Regions from separate parts of the Mus musculus genome. Here region 1 is linked to region 2. A link is a contact called in public Hi-C data. All regions are on one chromosome and are shown on one strand. Each heading gives the region's core, a stretch centred on a gene start, on an enhancer-like site or on the middle of the called end of the contact. The rest is flanking DNA. Distances are from core to core; before and after follow the strand shown. Region 1 has its middle 20 kb from the start of Gm41582. Region 2 overlaps Runx2 (runt related transcription factor 2).

Region 1 (6,563 bases), core at 3,578-6,077, 530 kb after region 2:
AGCAAACTGAGGTACTGAGGGCAGTATTTGGGGTTTTTTTAGTTGTATTAGGGTGGTAGGTAGGTAGGTGTGTGGGGTGTCCTTCAGCTTCTTCCTGGCCAGAGGTGCTGAGAACTTAGCTGAGTTTATTCAGATGGGCAGTCTCGTCCTAGTGGGAGGAGAACACCAGGGGAAATACTCATGTAAACTGCTTTTTCCTAGTATATGTGTGGTGTGCATGCATGTTTACATGTGTATGTTGTGAATACACGTATGTGATGCATGTGTGTGTGCATATATACCCAGACTCCAGGCCCTACCACTCCCTACCTTTTATGCTGAGTCAGAGTCTCTCACTGAACCCAGGGCTCCTCAGTTCTGACAGTCTGGCTGGTCTGGCTATCCACCTCACCCCAAGACTTCTGTCCCCACCTCCCACGAACCCGGTTGGCAGGCAGCCGCCATGAGCAATTTGCTTTTGCAGGGGAATCTGTACTCCTGCTCACATCTCAGTGACACTTTACCCACTGAATCATCTTCTCAGCTCCGGGTCACTTGCTTATAAACAGGAGATGTCCCTTCTCTGGGGACAGAAAGAAGAGGCAGAAAGTAACAGATCAGAAAAGTCTGACAAAGCAGAGAACATGAGGCTGTCAGAGCGCAGCTCTCCCTCCTCCCTCCTCCCTCCTCCCTCCTCCCTCCTCCCTCCTCCCTCCTCCCTCCTCCCTCCTCCCTCCTCCCTCCTCCCTCCTCCCTCCTCCCTCCTCCCTCCCAGAGGCATTTTACAGACCTAAAGACAACCGTGACTCATTCATTAATTTGGAGAGAAAACGGGTTGAAGACAGCGGAGCAGCAGCGGACTCAAGCATTCCTCTAATGCCTTCCATTCCCCAAACACACATTTTACACCAGATTCTTTCAGCTTCCCAGAATGTCTTAATTTTATGCTTTCATGAGTGATTAGCGGAAAGAATGCTGAACCCTGCCGTGAAGGAGCAGGCAGCAAAATGGCTTAAGGATGGAGGCATTGAGGCACAGACAGGCAACCGCCACTCCAGGTCCCCAAGCCCCATGAGCCTGACCCCTCATCTGATGAGCCTCTGAAGGCCCCAGCATCAGGAGGCTTGTCCCTGCTCTGCCTCTCTACCCTGGCTCCTCTTCCTCTGCATCCTCTTTCTGCCCTTATTCCTTCCCTTGTAATACTCCCTCTCCCTTGTACTTTCTTCTCTTTCTCTGGTACTTGAATTAGATGGTAGAAGCAGGCAGGAAGAGGTGGGAACGTCTTGGTAGAGTTCAGAAGGAGAGTCAAAAAAATTCATTTGTGTATATTAATCATGAAAAATAACGGCTTCTCATTACAATGGTCTCGTTCCTGTATATAATGTGCTCTGATCAGCACGGGTGTTGCTTTTAGGTTTTTATTTCTGTTTTTTGTTGGGAAACAGGGTCTGATGTTAGCCCTAGCTGGCCTTGAACTTGCTGTAACTTTGAAACCCTGATTCTCCTGCCTCCACCTCCTAAGTGCTGGTATTACACATGTTCCACCACGCTTGGCTTAGACAATATTAGGGATCAAATCTAGGGCCCTGTGCACGTTAGGCCAACGCTGTACAGGCTGCACTATGTCCCTAGCCCAAGTAGGGAATTTTGAGAGGAAGCAGCGGGGCCTGTTCTCTGGAACTCTCTCTGGATGCTCCAGGCCCTGCTGAGATATCCTGATTTAAGATGGAGTTTACAGGGAATGTTGCTAAGGCATCACTAACAGGTCCCACTAAAAGGACCCACTTCCATCAGGCCTCAGAAGAACCTTGAAGTTGGCAGAACTCCTTTCTCTGGACACGCAAGCAGCCTTCCACCACCTGCATGTGGGTAACTCTCAGCCATGTCTGATAAACCAACAAGCGAACTGTGGAGAGAAGACAGTTGTCATGGAGCAGCAGCAAGAGACAGTGGGATGGAAATAACCAGCAGGCAAGCATGAATCAGCTAACTGTGAGTAAGTAGAACTCACGGGGGTGAGTAAGGTGGCTCAATGGTTAGAGCACCCATACCGGGTGCCTCCCAACTGCCTGCCATTCCCTCCCTACACACACGTGTGCCATACAGACATAAACAGAACAAAAACAAATCCTTTAAAAAAAAAACTAAACAGAACCCTAGCAATTTGCAAAATGGGAGAGGATGTCTGCCCACGCCTATGCACACATGCATACAGGAACACACGCACACGAGTGTACCACCACACCATCGCCACGGCAAGCAAGCTTCCTGCTTTCATTGAGTGTGTGTGTACATTCTTTCTCCTCTAGGTGTGAAGGGCTAGGGAAAAATGAACTCCAGTCACCTTCATTTTCAGAAAAGTTCCAAGTCTCTGAGAACAGCCTTCAGATCCATAAGTTGCGTTCTCTATTACTCCCCCAAGGGACCTTATGAATAGTGTGGGACACATAGTTTTGTCTCAGCTCCTGCTTTGCAGTAGATGGAAGGCAAGGTCTGCTAATCCGGGGAGCTCTTCTTCATCCGATGCCTGATGGCAGAGAATCCTACTCTGAAACAAGCTTCCGTTCCTTTGTAATTGGCCCTCCCTGCCCTCTCCCTGCCCAGCCTGGCCCATTGCCTTTAGGGATGGTTTGAGGTCGGTATCACATCAGGGAGACTCTCTGAGAGGGAAGGGAAGGAGAGTCACTGGGCAGCCCCCCCAGGAATGGCAGTCCACCTGAGGGCCACACTGAGCCAACCAGAGTCCCTCAGTATCTCAGGGTGGGTACAGCACCCCCTTCCCCCAGGACAATCTAAGATACAGATTTTTCCATCTTGTACTAAAATGCTCGTGTGTGTGTGTGTGTGTGTGTGTGTGTGGTTTTAGAACAAACATGCAGTCTGAACCTGGAGAGCCTTTTGTCCAGAACTCAAGAGTGTCCACACTTAGGGGGAGGGTTTCTGAGCTGACGCGCTCTCTCGCTAAGCACACCCCTTTTCTCTGGCTCCAGACACATGTTCCCAAAGTCAAGGGTTTACACATAGACATATCTGTTTGCAGACAATTTGTCTGAGCCCTTATTATCCTGTAATTGGGTTAAATACTGCTGTGTAGGCAGCGGCATACCAAGGCCATTGCCGAATCCCTGCGAGGGCCAGCCCCCTCCCTCCTTCCTCCTGCAGGCCTGTTGGAAGAAAAAGGTAGAAACATAAATTAAGACAGGGTGAATATATTCCTTTCTTGGAATGAGCTATTTAAAGAACAAGCCAGATGTGCAAATAGACATTTTCCTCTTGCTCACTACATTTTTAAAAGAGTGTATACTTATGTGTATGAGAGAGAGCTCACTCTTCCTTTCTTTAACAAAAATTTTATAGCCTTATTAATTATAATAATTACAATTAATTATAGTCTGGTGCGTTGTTCTTTTTTTTTTTTTGTTATTTTTCAATAATAAAGTTTAAAATGAGCCTTTAAAAGGTTTAGAATTTTTTATTGTTTCTTAAAAATTATGCGCACGCATTTGTGTCTGTGAATGGTTATGTGCACAGGAGTACAGGTGTTGAAGGAGGCCAAAAGAGGGTGTTGGGACATCTGGAATCGGAACATCTGGAGCTGGAATTACAGCTTCCTGACATGGATATGGAGAACTGAACTTGGGTCCTGGACAAGAGCAGGACACACGCTTAACCACTGAGCAGTCCCTCCAGGCCCCACTCTTCCTGAGGAAACCATCACATTTGTCCATACTGGCTAGGGTGTCTGCTGTCACCAAGTCATGTTAACGAAGATCCCCATTGCCTGTGGTGGCAGGGTGGCAGTCTGAGCCACCCACGCTGTCCTATCTCAAAGCCTTTAACCATGGATCCTCGGGTTAAGTGCAGGTTAATCAGAGACGAGACACTACACACACACACACACACACACACACACACACACACCCCACAATTGTCTCGGAAATAGTGAGACCCCTTTTTGGAGCCCTTGTCTCCAGTGGCTAGAATGTGAACCTTATGATTTCCACTCAGAATCGGGACACTGGCTTCACTATCCCAGGTTCTCCCCCAAAGAATACATTATTTGATCTTTCTGTTGCTTTTTGTGGCGCTGAGAATAGAGCCCAGGTCCTTGTATGCTTTAGGCAAGGACACTGTTACTGAGCCATACCTCAGCCATTTTAACTGCTTTATAGAAATCTTCCTAAAACATACGAGGCTTTCCTGCCCTAGAAAAGAAAAGAAGCACTGGGCAGAAAAACCAGAGTAACCCGCAAGGTACCCTGGGAACGTGGAAGAATCGCCGCACCAGAGCCGCAGGGCACGGCTTACGGTCAGAGGCCTTGACAATGCTGGCATTTCTCACCTCACGGAGAGCTGCCTTGGCCCTTCTGGGATGTGGCAAAACCTGTGGCCCCTTTCCTTTGCTTGTTGTCTGCCCTACTTCAGGCTTGTCTGAGTCTCTGCCAACCTCGAAACAAGTCTCACTTTACGCCTCTCCGTGACCCCCTCCTGACACTTTTGGCCAGAATAACCTTTTCAAAATGCAAATCTGATTATGCCTGTCTCCTGCTCAGTCTTCAGGGCTTCCTGTAGCTCAGGGAATGGTTGTTGAGAGCACTCTCTCCTAACACAGCCCCCCTCCCCTCCCACCTGTATACCCTTCCCACAGCTTCCCACGGCTTCCCGGCTGTGCCCTGGCAGGTCAGGACAGCCGTGTCCTGGGTCCCCAGTCTACTTGGCTCCTTTCGGTTCCTCTTGGGCTCCAGCCAGCTGTGGGCTCCTCCTGGAAGCTTTCCCAGACTGCATTAGCTCCACCTGCACTGTGTGCCCTCATTCATGGAAGTAGCGTCACCCCATAAATCCTTCCTGTTGGCTCACATTAGCCTTGTAAGGCTGGGCTTATCTGTTCCCCTGTTCACCCCACCCGGTTCCTTTAGTACAGAGAGCAAAAGCGATGGCAGACAGGTCTCTGTCACCGCCACGCCATTTCCCCTTTCCCAGCTCCCGATGGCATAGGCAGTGTCCCCACCAATGATCACAAGGATGGTAGGTAGTGACAACCCCAGGAGCTGCCAGGTCTGAGGGTATCATCTCCAGAGGCCCCTTTTGCTCATATTACTTTCAACAGGCCTTTGGGTGAAGGGCTCCCTGCCTTAAGAGCCAAGGTTCAGAACTCTGGACTGCTTTCTTGGACATGCAGGAGTCTCGCCCCCTACTTTTGTCTCTGTGGCTTTGTCATCAATCATTGGGCCCAGGGAAAGTGGACCCGAGGTGCTATGTGAGGAGTGCACTAAGTACCCCAGGTAGACACCAGGAGCTAAGTGAGTGGACCACATTCAAATTCCAGAGTTTCTGATCGTTTCAAAGGGTCATTTCATCGCTTTCACGTAAGCTTTGAGAGCTTGTGTCTGTGGGAATGTCAAGCATCTTGGTGTCCAATTAAAAGTACCAAAATAATGGAAATTTTGCTTAAACACTAGGTGCCTAGTAGATATGTACAAAGGCCATGCAGAGAGGCCAGCGTTGTGAGGTCCTGTGGTACGTTCTTTCCTCTGGGCATAGCTTGCCCGTGAGCCCTTCAACAGCAGCACCAGCTGAAGGCAGTGGATGCTCCCCTGAGGAAAATGCCTGTGGCTGGGAGATACCCAGGATCCATGCTGGGGAAGCAAGAGTCATCCAACCCCCAAGTCCTGACTGGCTAAGTTCAGAGGAGAGGGTTTGAAAGGGGAGCACTGCTGGGCTAGACAGCTCCACAGGACCCAGCAAAGTCACTGTCCCACACTAATCATGTAAAACCTCTAGCGGACCTTCTTCTCTACAGACCCTGGCACACTCTGACTTTCTAGTCTTATCGGCTGGGCTTGGAGAGGCTGTTCTGAGCATACTAGTATGTTTATAACAGGATATCTGGCCTGTGTTAGCTACCTCCTCCCAGTGTGACAACAACCCCCTTGTGAGTAAAACTGTCCCTACTTAAGAATCCCTGGAGCTGAGTGTGTAACCTAGTTGATGGAGTGTTGGTTTAGCATGCATGAAGCCATGGGTTCAATCCCCAGCATTCCATAAAGCTAGCCATGGTGGCACACCCCTAAAATCTCAGCATCTGAGAAGAGGAAGCAGAAGGATTTCATCTTTGGCTCCAGAGTGACTTTGAGAATGTCCTGGGCCACACAAAGCCCTGTCTTGAGCAAGCAAAAGATTATGAAGTTTTAAAAGCGCAAGGACCTATATATATCTTCTTAACGCTCCCCGTCTTTCTGAATTATCATATATCCACATATATGATGACGTGGGGTGACATCATCTTTCTGAACTATCAATCATATATCCACATATGGATGATAACATGGGGTGACATCCAGGCTTTGCTTCCAAACCCTCCAAGCCAGGGACAGAGAGTGGGATGAAAATTAGGGGTGGCCTTGGGCTGGAAAGACCGCTCCCAAGGAAAGGCATCTGCCCTGAAAACCTGGCTGCTATGCTCCATGCCAGGAACCCAAGCAAAATGCCGGACAGCACACACCTGTAATCCCAGCATTCCTGTGGGCAGGTGGGAAAGAATCTCCTGAAGGGTTCACAGACACAGCAAAGTAACAGAAACAGCA
Region 2 (6,881 bases), core at 3,883-6,382:
CTTTAAACCAGGCTGGCATTGGAGCCGAGTGCAGAAGCGGACCAGAGGATCCTAATAGGAAGTGATGTGTAAAGAAGTTAGAAATCCAAACGCATTCCGGGGGCTGCCGCTGCTGCACTGGCTTCTCCTGCTGGCGAACAGACGGCACTTGCTCTTCAAAGCTAAGTTGCCAACAGCAGGTCAAAGCGCCGAGCCTCTGTACAAGACTTACAAATTTGGGATCTTCAGCATGATGTCATGTCTTAAAATGATAAGCTGGGCCAAGGAGAGAAACTGCATTTTGCAAAGAACGTGCGCCCATTCTCATGTTTACGCTACTTTAAGATGAAGGGTCTAATAAGTCATGGGCTATGTTGCTTTAAAGGGAAGTTTTATAACTGAGATGAATCACAACTGCCGGAGATCAAAGTTGAAAAACATCAATGATGCCATAGGGTACTTTTTAATCTTGTAATGAGTGATGATCACGTGTTCTTATGAAGTGAGTCCAACTGCCAACGCCAGATGTGTATATTAGAAAGGGAGTTGTTTGTGATGCGACAGGCCTGGCTCAGCTGCCAGAGACAGAAAACATGGAAGGATGAACCCTTTCAGTTTTGACTGAAAAGCAAGTCTTGGCAGATGTGTTGTTGATAAGTAGGGCCCCAGAGTGGGGTTCGGGTACCATGCAGCACCCCGCCTGGGCGTTTGTAGCCCACAAAAAGTGTCGCTCATCAGCTCTGCACAGCTCTCCCCAGGCAGTGGGATATAAATATGTGTTCAAACCACGATTTATAACACGGACCCATGTCATTTACTATTGTGTGAAAATTAGTGAAGCTTTATTCCAGAAGTGGGGAAAAAACAACACAGCAGAGAGCAGATTAAACGAGCCTGTTTCCTGATGCATACTTAAAAGTTTACAGCAAACTCCTCCCAGTGGGAGAAGACTAATGTAGTAATAGCTGATGTTTAATGAGCACTTACTACAAGACAGCTACCACACTACCTAGTTTACATATCATATATCGTTCAACTTTCTTAACAGCAACTGATGCAGAAGATGTGTTCCGTGTCCAGAGCAAACAAATGCTGGCTCTGGGATTTCAGCCCAAGCAATCTGACAGACCCAACCAGAGAACTCAGAATATGTCAGTACCCAGTCATCTGGGGCACTGGAAACAATGTTTCAGTATACACCCAGGTCTTTAAGGAAAGGGCGGGGAATTCCACTGATAAACAGAAACCAACAACGCAAAGCCCTCAGTCCTTCAAACCTCTCAAGTAATAGCTAGAAATATGCTGCTCAGATGGCAAATCACAGAGACTTCAGGAATTATAATTGGAGGGAAGAGAGAGTAGATCAGTTGTACTGATTATCTTTGTTTTCTGTGTGTGGAGAAGCCTTTTACTAAGCCTTTCTCTGTTGATGGCTGATAAAGTAAGCCAGTTGGAAATCTAGAGCAAGGATGGAAAACTACAAGTTGTGGGCCACATCTGGCCCACCAGTTGTTTTTAGAAAGTTTAGGGATCTTTAAAAAAAAAGTATCTTTATTATTCTTTATGTGTTGCCTCAGTTTCTGTGCACAATATGCACACCGGAGGCTGGGTTCAGGTCCCCTGAAATTGGACTTATAGGCAGCTGTGAGTCACCTAATGTGAGGGTTGAGAACCAAACCAGGGTCCTCTACACGAGCAGTAAGCACTCTTAATTCATGAGCCATCTCTCTGGCTCTGTAAATAAAGTTTTATTTAAACACAGCTTGACCACTTGTTTGCATAATGGCTTAGACTGCTTTTGCAGTAAAAAGGCAAAGTTGGGTCTTTATGACCGATGGCCAAGAGCAAGGCAGAAGGAGAGAATCCAGCAATGTCCAAGTTGTAGGGTTAACCAGTCGCTCATACCAGATACATCCCTACATTCAAGCAAGTGACCATACAGTGGCAGGGAAATGACAATACATTTTCAAATAGTACTTAATTTCTAAGAAATGCTACAAGGACAGGAAGTCTTCCTTTCCTAGATCGGTGTCTGCTTCTCCACTGCACCCCACCCCCCCCCCATCCCCTCAGGACTACCCAAAGCATAGACTGAGATCATACATACAACATGTATCATGTAGTCCCAGCCCCCATAGCCGCCAGGGCACGTGTCTTTCTTAGTAGACCTATCTGCTAATAGATGCTGCCCCAAAACAATCTCTTTGAAATGAGATCCTGCCATCCCCACTGGAATCCGAAGTAAGTGTACCAAGCCATCAGCCCTCTCCCCTTTTGCACCTCCTTTAGAATGGCTGGCCACCAATCCTTCCCTGCTTCTCTCCCAACCACCAATTTAGAAGCACCCCTCTCTACAGTAAACACACGTACACTTAGACAGGTGCACACAATAATGGCTTTTCTGTGCACTGAAGAAAGCAGCCGGGATCTTTCAAGGGCAAATATTAGTGGTGATGAATAAATATTAAAAGGCCATTGTGCCACTTTATGCATTAGGGGGATGGGACTGCCTCTTAAGTAACCCATGGACTTGTCAGGTCAATGGTTGGAAGATGTCTGGCCTCAGAAGGAAATCAACCCAGATTTATAGCAATCCAGAAAAGACTAGCAGAGCTCAAACCAGCCAAGCACCCAGATGTGCTCTCTTCACCTGTGCTGCGTAACCTCTGGTCCTCGAGACTTAGGATTTGAGAACACACACATACACACACACACACACACACACACACACACACACACACAGAGAGAGAGAGAGAGAGAGAGAACGCGCGCGTGCAAAATACCTAATAGGACATTCCCAAAATGAACAGACAGGGCCAGCACTGACCCCACGTTAGGAATTTGGAAGAAAGCCTTATACATGAAAGGAAGAAAAAAACAAGCCTCAAAGATTTCTTTGGGGCAGAAAACCTCCCTTGCTCAGGCAAGCCTTTGTGACAAAGACAGGGGCATAAGAGATGGAGGTGGGGGTGGGGGCTACTGTAAGATTGATCCCATTGCTAAAAGATGCACAGTACAGGAAGAGGCGAAGCCCTCTAGGCCTCCTCCCTTACTTCTGGGGATGGAAAGAATCCGTCCTCACTGTCTAGGTGGAAGATCAAGTTAGAACAAACACTTCCATTGCTGCCTGCCCCCATCAAAAGCCAAATTTAACCTCCTAATTGCAATGCCTGGGACTTCCAATGTATTCAGCCTGCAAAGGCAGCCCATTCTATGCTATTTACATTATATTATGTGCTACAGAACTCGTCTCACCTCGACTTGGAATAACCTTTGCTCTGTAGATGTATTTTAGTGCCAGGCTTGCTCAAGTCACTGTGGGCGGCAGTGGAAGTCAGTCAGGTCTGACCCAGATTCAGGAAGAGAATAAATCCTGGCCTAGACAGAGACACTACCTGCAGCTGAGCACCAGATAAAGCTTTGCAAGACATAGACAAAGAAACCAAGGTGGACATGAACCTAGCTTGTATCTATCTCTCTGTTAAAGAAACTATCCAAAACAGTTACTAGAAAATGGCCAGACAACCGTGTTTGTAATGATGAAGCAAGTTATCATTTGCAAATAAATTCTTTGTAATTAAGTCCTGTGCTCTTTATAAAGGGAACTGAGTGGGCGAGCTTAAAAAAAAAAAAAAAAACAAAACAAAAAAAAAAAAAAACACCGCATTCTTGGGCCATGGGAAACACACACAAATGCTTTTTTACTAAGCTCAAGATTTTAAAGTTTATAGTTTGCTTCCTCAGCCTCGTGGGTCTCTTTGGCCCCTCCCACTGCACAGAAGGGATGAGCGGAGTGCCTTAGCTAAAAAGTTATCATGACTGAATAGCTATCCACTTGTTCCCCAAAGTTATAAAGCAGTTCTATGGGAAAGACTAAGCTATAATTTTATTTTCTATTAACTGTAAAGTTCTATGAACTGCCCTTCCCTGAAATGTATTCAAAAATAAAGTACGATAAAGTTTGCAGAGGCCATGTGTAGTGACAGTGACACTAACACCTTCAGAGTGAATTCTTCACAGGGTCCCCACAAACTCTATTAGCATTTTCAATAGAAAGGTAGGCACTTACTTCTTGGTTCCCGGGGACCGTCCACTGTCACTTTAATAGCTCTGTGGTAAGTGGCCACTTGGGGAGGATTTGTGAAGACTGTTATGGTCAAGGTGAAACTCTTGCCTGCAGATTTAAGAGAGGAAACGGTGACTATAAATGGGTAGCAGTGATGACCTTACAATAATACAGACATCCAAATCTCACCATGGCATCTCTGAGGCAGCAACCAATCAGGAATTGGTCCCCTAAACCAGAAACCCTCTGACAGCCACTCAAGAACACCTGTAAATTTGATCAGCATCTCTCCTGCGGTTCTCTGCACGCAGCCTCTACCCTCTACCCCCACCCCCACCTCTACCCCCACCCCCACCTCTACCCCCACTCCCAAACAATCTCTTTGGTAACAGAACCAAAACTCTGGGGCTGCTTCAAGAGGCATCTCTGATTTTTTTTTTCCATTTTTCTCCAACGTTCTCCAACGTCAGGAGCACATCCCAGCGTGAGGGCAGACAATTTTAGAAGTGTTTATTTAGGATAAGGTCATGACCCCTTGAGAGAACAATGGTAAATTATTACTGGTGGCGTTACTTACATCACAGGGCCTTAGCACTGAGCTGCTCAGATAAACTTCCATAAGATGAAAGCGGGAAGCTCCTATGGCAATCATTTCTAGGGGAGCCCGTGTCTCCAGGCCTTCATGCGCCTGGGGGAGATGATTTCATCTCCAAGCAGTCTTTCCCCTCCCTTACCACACATCTCATCAATAAATCTGGAAGGATCTCCCTAGGGTGACTTAGTTTCTGCTAAGCAAGCATGACACCTCTCGACGCAAACATGTTTTACTTTTAAAAGAGAGTTTCTGCAAGGCTGCATTCCCTCTGATGCTTCAAATTAATGAGCTTTAAACGTGATGAGGAATGGGAGGGGGCAGGGAAGAGAGTGTGGTAAGGGATCTGAGCGTCTGCTTTCTCCAGGAGATGCCGGCCTCTGTTCTACAGATGCACTGACAGTTGTAATCAGTTAGATTTGCAATGGTTAGTCATGTCAGATAGTTAGAACTGCAAACTGTTACAAGACAGGAAAAGGTGGGCGAGAAGCGGTGACTCAATAAAACAGCAGCGAGCTGAGCCCCAGTACTCAAGGGCTGCCCCTGTAGCAGATAAAAGCCTCCCTTTGTTTTGCTTTGTTTTTTGGTCAGATTTTTTTTTCCCCATTCTACTGAAAGCTGGGAGTATTAAATCAAAACACAAATCTTAGACAATATGTAGCAATGTGAAGTTTAATGCAATCTTTTCATAGCTTAATATGGAACAGGTTCTACGCCAGGCTTAATGGGGAACAGGTCTTTGGCTGTCAAGTCTACTGAATGGCTTTTCTTTTCAAACCAGACCATGTAAGTTGCTAAAATCTGGTTAAGAAACACATCATTTGTTACTGTGTGTGGATAGTCTTAAGACCCCTTGACTGCCATCCGTGGCTACAGGGGTTAAGAGGCAGAGGGCATGCAGGAATGTGGGAAGGGCCAACAATAAGACAGATGAATGTTGATCAGAAACTCAGTCAGCTCCAGACTGGTCGACCACATTATCTCATTTAATCTTCCCCAGTTAGAGTCATCGCCCCAGCTCACGAAGGAGGAAGCCTTAGCCCCAGAGAAACTTAGTCATTTACCCAAGGTCACACAGTTAATAAATGGGAAACATCAGAAACCAAACTCAAATCTTTCTGACCTTAAATATTCGAGGGTAGAGATGTAACTCGGAGATAGCTAGCCTATGCAAGGCCCTGGATTTAATTCTCCCACATAGAAAAGAAGGAAGAAAGGGAAAGAAAAGGCATGGAGGAAGAGGAGAGAGGGAGGGGAGGAAGGAAAAATGGAGGGAGGAAGGAAGGGAGGGAAGGAAAAAGGGAAGAGGGAAGAAGGGATAGGGGGATGACAGAGGAAAGGGGGAGGGGAGGGGGGAAGACAGAGGAAAGGGGGAGGGGAGGGGGATGGGGGAAGACAGAGGAAAGGGGGAGGGGAGGGGGATGGGGGATGACAGAGGAAAGGGAGAGGGGAGGGGGGGAAGACAGAGGAAAGGGGGAGGGGAGGGGGATGGGGGAAGACAGAGGAAAGGGGGAGGGGAGGGGGAGGGGGGATGACAGAGGAAAGGGGGAGGGGAGGAATGAGGATGAAGGGGAAATAAAATGAGGGTTTTTTTTTCTCATTTTGCTGCAGAATATGGAAAGGGAATTAGGAACTGTGAGTCCCCATTAGCTCCCTGTGCCCAGAAATAATAAATCTCTAAATGGATGAATGTGTCAGATGAATTTATCTATCTATAAGCATCATTGAGGCAGCATATTGTAGTTATTACATACAAGATAGTACATGGGTTTAAGTCATTTGACTCCGTACAGAAGATCTGTTGTGAACATTCACACTGGCCAGAAGAATAAGACAGCCAGGAGTCTAAACCAGTCCCAAAGACCTCAAAGTCAACCAAAACTCAGATCAAAAAGTTGAGGGGGAGGCCCAGATTAAGAACTAAAATCATGGCCGAGTCTCTGGATTCAAAGTTAATTTGAATTAAAACATTTTAAAAACATTCTTCTGGGTGAGATCAGTAGTCCACAAACTCAGGATTCCGTTTCTAACAGTATCTCCAAAGAGCATGATTGGAAGACAGCATCCTTGGTGCTGATGTTAATACATCAAGGATGTGTATGCTTTTCTTCAGCATCTCTGAAGGCTCTGCTAGTGATAATGTCAGTGGATATATCATGACTGGTTTGGGAGATGTTTCCATTTTAAATCTTTACAACCTGCTTGGTTTAATAAGCTGCCTATGCTCCTCCCAAAGTCAGAGAA

Evidence for each region. A called contact is a pair of places that touch in the nucleus more often than the background predicts.
Region 1: a contact with region 2 is called in a Hi-C map of the N1E-115 cell line, with 3 times the contacts expected there. The contact joins two enhancer-like sites. A contact is called at or near these places in 4 of 39 promoter capture datasets (cranial neural crest, frontonasal cranial neural crest, liver and 1 more), 2 of 15 datasets of contacts at CTCF or cohesin (the NIH/3T3 cell line and large pre-B cells), 1 of 484 Hi-C or Micro-C datasets (the N1E-115 cell line) and 1 of 115 datasets of contacts at active chromatin or transcription factors (embryonic basal ganglia).

Annotation. Positions count from the first base shown.
Region 1 is chr17:45,240,299-45,246,861 of GRCm38.p6, forward strand. No RefSeq gene overlaps it. Among named protein-coding and RNA genes, the nearest start is that of Gm41582, 20 kb to the right of the region's middle. Within about 2 kb of position 4,828, at least 39 of the 459 cell types and tissues checked have an H3K27ac peak or open chromatin away from gene starts, as enhancers often do. A contact at or near this core is called in the N1E-115 cell line, where this site is marked.
Region 2 is chr17:44,713,144-44,720,024 of GRCm38.p6, forward strand. It overlaps Runx2 (runt related transcription factor 2), which reads right to left. Exons shown (of 7, transcript NM_001145920.2): 3 at 4,049-4,153. Among named protein-coding and RNA genes, the nearest start is that of Runx2, 20 kb to the right of the region's middle. Within about 2 kb of position 5,133, at least 85 of the 459 cell types and tissues checked have an H3K27ac peak or open chromatin away from gene starts, as enhancers often do. A contact at or near this core is called in the N1E-115 cell line, where this site is marked.